Linked DNA regions of Gossypium hirsutum: region 1 is linked to region 2. The links are chromatin contacts, called in public Hi-C maps. All regions are on one chromosome and are shown on one strand. Each heading gives the region's core, a stretch centred on a gene start, on an enhancer-like site or on the middle of the called end of the contact. The rest is flanking DNA. Distances are from core to core; before and after follow the strand shown. Region 1 holds the start of LOC107948357 (probable E3 ubiquitin-protein ligase LOG2). Region 2 holds the start of LOC107948368 (29 kDa ribonucleoprotein A, chloroplastic).

Evidence for each region. A called contact is a pair of places that touch in the nucleus more often than the background predicts.
Region 1: a contact with region 2 is called in a Hi-C map of leaf, with 4 times the contacts expected there. The contact joins the promoter of LOC107948357 here to the promoter of LOC107948368 in region 2. A contact is called at or near these places in 6 of 34 Hi-C or Micro-C datasets (callus, leaf and petal).

Annotation. Positions count from the first base shown.
Region 1 is chrA04:68,246,804-68,249,787 of Gossypium_hirsutum_v2.1, reverse strand. LOC107948357 (probable E3 ubiquitin-protein ligase LOG2) reads right to left here and starts at 1,699. Exons shown (of 3, transcript XM_016882865.2): 1 at 787-1,699. The coding sequence starts at 1,265.
Region 2 is chrA04:67,822,138-67,825,044 of Gossypium_hirsutum_v2.1, reverse strand. It overlaps LOC107948368 (29 kDa ribonucleoprotein A, chloroplastic), which reads right to left and starts at 1,334. Exons shown (of 5, transcript XM_016882873.2): 1 at 677-1,334; 2 at 195-296. The coding sequence starts at 1,054.

The sequences.
Region 1 (2,984 bases), core at 450-2,949, 420 kb before region 2:
CATGATGCCAGAGAAATGAAAAAAACACAGCAAATAATATATTGTTAGATAGATGAAGCAAAGTACAGCACTGCCCGGACTATTGATAAAAACGAATGCACACAGGAAATTGATGATATGAATATCAAATACAGTAGAACATTTTTACAAGATACTCAGCCACCAACATGCATGCATCGTAAGTTGTATTTAACTTCAACAAATCATGCAGTCTTTTCTTTACCTATACTTACAAACTCCCTAAAACTAAAGCGCAGAACTCTCTTTTCCGATCATTTTACCCTAGCTCAGAAGTCATTATATCTATGATGTGTAAATTTAAAAGGATAACAAAAAATCACCGTCATTCTAGCCTTTGTCACGGTAAACCTATTGCCATTTTCTCTATCAAGTAGAAACATAAAATCCGGGACCTCAAAACACACCTCTAATGATTGCATTCAAACCCCATTCAAGCAAGGTAACCATAAAACCTTCAAATATACAAATCGATACTTAAATAAACCCCCCAAAAAAACCAATAATCATTCATTGGATTCCAAATCATTTGCTAAACTTTTATGCCTCTAAACATGCATCTCCCCAAGTAAAATACACCAATCATATAATTAGACAGAATTTATATCTCAAGCTTTCAAAACAAGTGTAACAATAATCATCATATAAATTATATCCGAGGAGTAAAATTTTAATCAAAAGCAACTCATGTTCTAAGCTACAATCATTAGATTCTCACAGATTTCAAAAAATTTAAAATTTTTAAACAAAGAGATTGAAGTTCTATACCTTCCAGCAACAGTAGCATCAAACGTGAAAGAAACCAAGAACTTCCCAGGATTCAGCTCATCAGCTTCGAATTTCAAAGTTTCCTTCTTCAAATTTACATCATTTTTTATAGTAACCGCCTTTTGATGCTCTATATACGGCGGCGGTGGAGGCATCATCGGTCCACAAGCATATCTACTCCAATTGGCGGGCTCTATGTGGGGTCCACCTCGATGATGGTGATGATGATCGTAAGGCGCCGGAAGCGGCAAAGGCACAGGCGGCTGGTGGGGGTAGTACCCTGGGTACTGGTAGTACTGGGGCGGGTTGGTATTCGGGTATTGTGGCGGGTAAGGCGTTGCGGCGGCAAAGACGTAACGGTTGGCGGAGATTTCAGGTTGAGGCTGAGCTGGAGGAGGTGGATGTGGTGGCGGAGGATGATTTCGCCTGCTTCCGTGCCTTCTCCGGCCACTTACTCCGCTACTTCCGATGTTCCCCATGAATTTTTCCCGGTTCTTGGAGTACAAAAGGAAAATAAACCGGAAATTTTGCAAAGATTTATAAAGGAAAGACTTTATAACCAAGTTCGATCCAGTTTCAAGTAAAAATTTCTGGCATTTTTCCCTCAAAAACCCAAAAAATGAAAAGAAAAAAAAACTAATTTGGAATCGAAAGGAGTTTAGAAGAGAAAAAAATTTACTCGGTCTTTCCTTTCATTTCTCTATCAAAAGAAAAAGAAAAATAAAAATAAAAGAAAGAATATTTGGTTGGGTGAATATTGGGTTTGCGTAAAGCTCCACCGAAATCACCATTGATGAAGAGACGAAAATTGTGCTAAAGTGAACAGCTTCTCTCTTTTTCTCTCTCTTTTTTTTTCTTTTGTTTTTTGTTATTTGATGACAAAAATACCCAAACTTTGGCCGGTAATTGATTAAAGTCTGAATTTTTTTAATTAATTACAATTTAGTTTTTTATTAAAGATTGAAGTTTGTCAACAAAGCAATGAAAGCTTGAATCTTTTTTTTTTTTCTTAAAAGATGTAATTTAAATTTTAAATTATATGTTTTTGGGTAAATTCAAAGTCCAAGGCAGTCAATTTATGTTGAAAAAAATGAATTAGTTTTTTTTTTTTTAATGCTTTACAGGTATTCTCCACCACCACCATTTTCTGCTTATCTCATAACATGGCTTGTTCCACCAATTGGACAATGCAAATTGCAAAGGCAATCAAAAGTTTAAATCTAGTAGTTGCCAAGAATCAGGATTTTCTTGGCTTTATTTTCCTGAATTTTATGATTATTTTTGAGAAATGACAATCTTTGTGAAGCCATTCATATAATAATATCAAAATCAAATTAATAATTGAAGTTTGTGTATATAATGGTCAACCATATGTCCTTTGATGATGATTATAATGGGGGAATTGGATGATGCCTGAAATAAATGAAGGAAACTTTAAAATAATCCATTATTTATGCAAAACTATTTTTTTTAAAGTATTCTTTATTCAAATTCGGTCATATGAGAAATTGAGAGGCTGCTGCTGATTGCTTTGGTCACGAGAATTTTGCCAATCAGGGTTCTTTTTTTAAAAGAAAAATAATTTAAAATTTTCTCCACTAAATTAACCATATATGTCAGTTTTTTTTAATTAGGCTTAAAAGTCGTACTTTTTTAAATTTAGGTAAATAAATCGTTTTTGGAGAGAGAAATGAAAAATGTGCACAGCTAGACGCGTTTTCTCTCAACAGTCAAACCTAACATCTTCAAACGTTGGTCGTGCAACGGTAGAAAAATTTAAGAAGGGGGCAACAATCATTTTTTTTACCTATAAATACCCCCCAAATTTATCTTTTTCACTCACATCCTATTCTTTCAATTCTTTCTAATCTCCTAACTCTCTCAATTTTCTCAGGTCCTTGTTCTAAATTTTTCGATATTCCTGTTTAGAAATATTAATTTTTTTAATTATTCCGTATTTAATTCGTTCGGATTAAGTTTTCACGAATGACAACCTCTCTAATTCGTTTCGACGACAATCACATTTCCGCGCTCAAGCAGTAATGGTAAGACGAAAATTTAATTTTCCTTATTTTTTATTATATTAATTTTAAATTATTTTTTAAAAATTAAAATAAATTTTTCTATCATTATAAATAGGTGGATGATCATGTTTTAAAGGCTTTCATGCATAATTTGGCAAAACCTTCGATCACTGA
Region 2 (2,907 bases), core at 85-2,584:
GAACATAAATGTCAATCCTCAAATTGTTCTAAAGATGACAAATATGCAAATCTTCATCCATGCGTACTCTAAACCGAAAGAGGATAACCATGTTTGTTTAAGTAGCATGTAAACGAAGCAATTAAATTATTAAATGTGCAAAATACTCTTTAAGTTCGCATATCTGCATATGAACACCCCAAAAGATGACTTACATAGCCATTGAACTGTTGAGCAGCAGCTTCCACTTCCTCAGTAGTAGACATGGTTACAAAACCAAATCCCCTACTTCTCCCAGTTACCTTGTCATAAATCACCTGTCAAAAGCAATAATTTCAACACATCAAAACGGAGTGTACATCTAGTTTGTTAACTTCCCAAATGATTGGAGTGAAGCAACAAGGTCCATATTTCAATGGATGCTCAATTAAATCACTAAATGTATATCATGACCCTTCAATTGGCTAAATGTCTTTTTAATTATTCAATTTTCATCTCGAAATTAAAAGTTTCTTCCATACTATAATTCAACATATCAGAAATAAAGGTTCATACTATGCTTGAATTCAAACTAAAGGGCAAGCCTCTGTGTGAAAACAGAACATGATGAAAACAAAGCAAGTCATTCATAAACATAAACATAAACATGGTGAATTACAGGTAAAAGCAAAGGGGGAAAAAGAAAAAAAAAATTTACCTCAACCATCTGAACATTTCCAGCACTTCCAAACAAGCCAGCAAGCTGAGCACTATCCACACTAAAAGGAAGATTGCCCACAAAAAGTTTCAAGTCAGGGGAGAACCTAGTAGCCTCTTCATCATCACTACCAAATAAACCCTCTTCCTGACCGTACTCAGATGAAACGGAAACGTTTCTAACAAAATTAGAAGGAAAAGAAGAAGACTTTTTTGTTAAAAGCGTGAAACTTTGAAGAGAGGAAGAAAAGAGAGGCTTTGCATGGAGGCGGTGGGAAAGAGAGAAGGGGGACAGTGAAATGGGAGTTGGGTTTGGTAAAGATATGGTTTTGGGTTTGAGAGATGGGAGGATGAGAGATGAAGCAGATGTTGCAGACATTTTAGCCTTTGTTTCTGCTTTAGCCAAAGAGAAGATAAGGTTTTTGAAATGGGAGAGAGGGTTTAAGAAGAGCAGCTTACATTATAGATAGTTTTATAGGAGGAGAAGTTGCCTGCTTGTCTATCTTGCCGCCGGTACTTCGGATTACATATCGTGAAATTGGGGCCGTTAGATTTTTGTTGATAAGATATTAGATTGCGATAGATTTTAGATATTTTGCTGAGGGAAAAGGCTTTGGGTTTCGGTTTGAGCGACATTTGCATAGGGCCACAGCCCCTCAAACCCAAATGAAAATGGACTAATTAGAACTGTATTTTATGTTTCTAAATTACAACCTCCATCAAAAAATTAATTTTTTTTAATTTTAAGTTAATCGAATTGAGTTATTCGAATTATTTAAGTTAAATCGAATAGGTAATTTAATTTTTGAATTCAAATCGAGTTAAATTTTACAATTTGAATAACTCAAATAATTCAAATAACATATTGGTATAAATACCCTTTTAGTCCTTATTAAGTTTGAAAATGAGCAAATTAGTCTTTCTCCCAACAAAAATTACAAAATAATTCAAAATAATTTTTAAAAATCAAAATATTTATAAAAATTCAAAAAATTATAAAAAATTCAAAAAAAATATAAAGAAAGTTAAAAAATAAAAAAATTTCTAGAATAATAATTTTGGGATTTAAATAAGTTAATTAATTATTTAAGTTTATCATACTAAATTATTTTTTATTAATTTACTTTGAAAAAGTTTTTAAATATATGTGGTTTCAAATTTATGTGTTATAACATGAAATTAGTTATATTGATTTTAATTTGACGTGTTTAAATTTTTTAATTTAACTCGAACAGTTCACTCGATTCGATTTGACTCAAATTTCATTTAACTCGACTTGATTCGAAAAAATCTTAAATTGATTTAGATGATAAAATAGGACTTGTCAACATAATTAACTCGATTCGATCGAACACTCACATGGATGTATTCACTTCGATTTAATTTTTAACAAAAATTGAATTAAATTTTTTCATTTTCTTTTTAACTTTTGAAATCAAAATTGTATTGAATAAAAATAGAAATACCCAAAACCAATAATAGCGGTTTGATTTTAAAATTTTGAGTTTTGTCAAAAAAAAATCATCTTCTTTTGAACCCCAAAGTTCTAATATATATATATATTTTATTTCATAATAATCATAATGCATGCTCTTAATTCATTTATACATTTACGAGGTAAATTAAATAATTACATTAATATTATAATCATTCATAAAACCATTTAAAAAATCATTTTAAGTTAAGTTATTAAGTTAATAAATCATTTAAAGTTGTTAAAAGAAAAGTTAATACATAAATTATTGATATATCTAATGTTTTACTTACCATTCTTTTAATTAATTATAATCGAATCATTACAATATGCCATATACTTTTTTAAATTTATAACTATCAAATATATATTCAACAACTTGTGTATAATTGTTTCTTTTATAAATAAAATATTTATAGAGTTTAATGAACTATTTTTTTAAAATTAGAATTATGCTTATAATTATGATTATTATTTTTAAGAAATGATTTACTTGCTGTGAAATATTTTAACTTTTTGTATAAAATGGTTCCAAGAGGAGAAACTGAACTTGAACCGAATTGTGCGATTTGAATGATAACATTAACATGAAACTGAACCGAACATTATAAAACCTGAACCGAATATTATAAAACCTAAACCAAATTGAATATATCGGATCAAATTGGTTTTTAGATTCTTTTAGTTTCTTTGCTCAATCCTACGGCCAACAATTGGAGACTTCTCTAAATATTTGGATCGGATTCAAATATTAAATT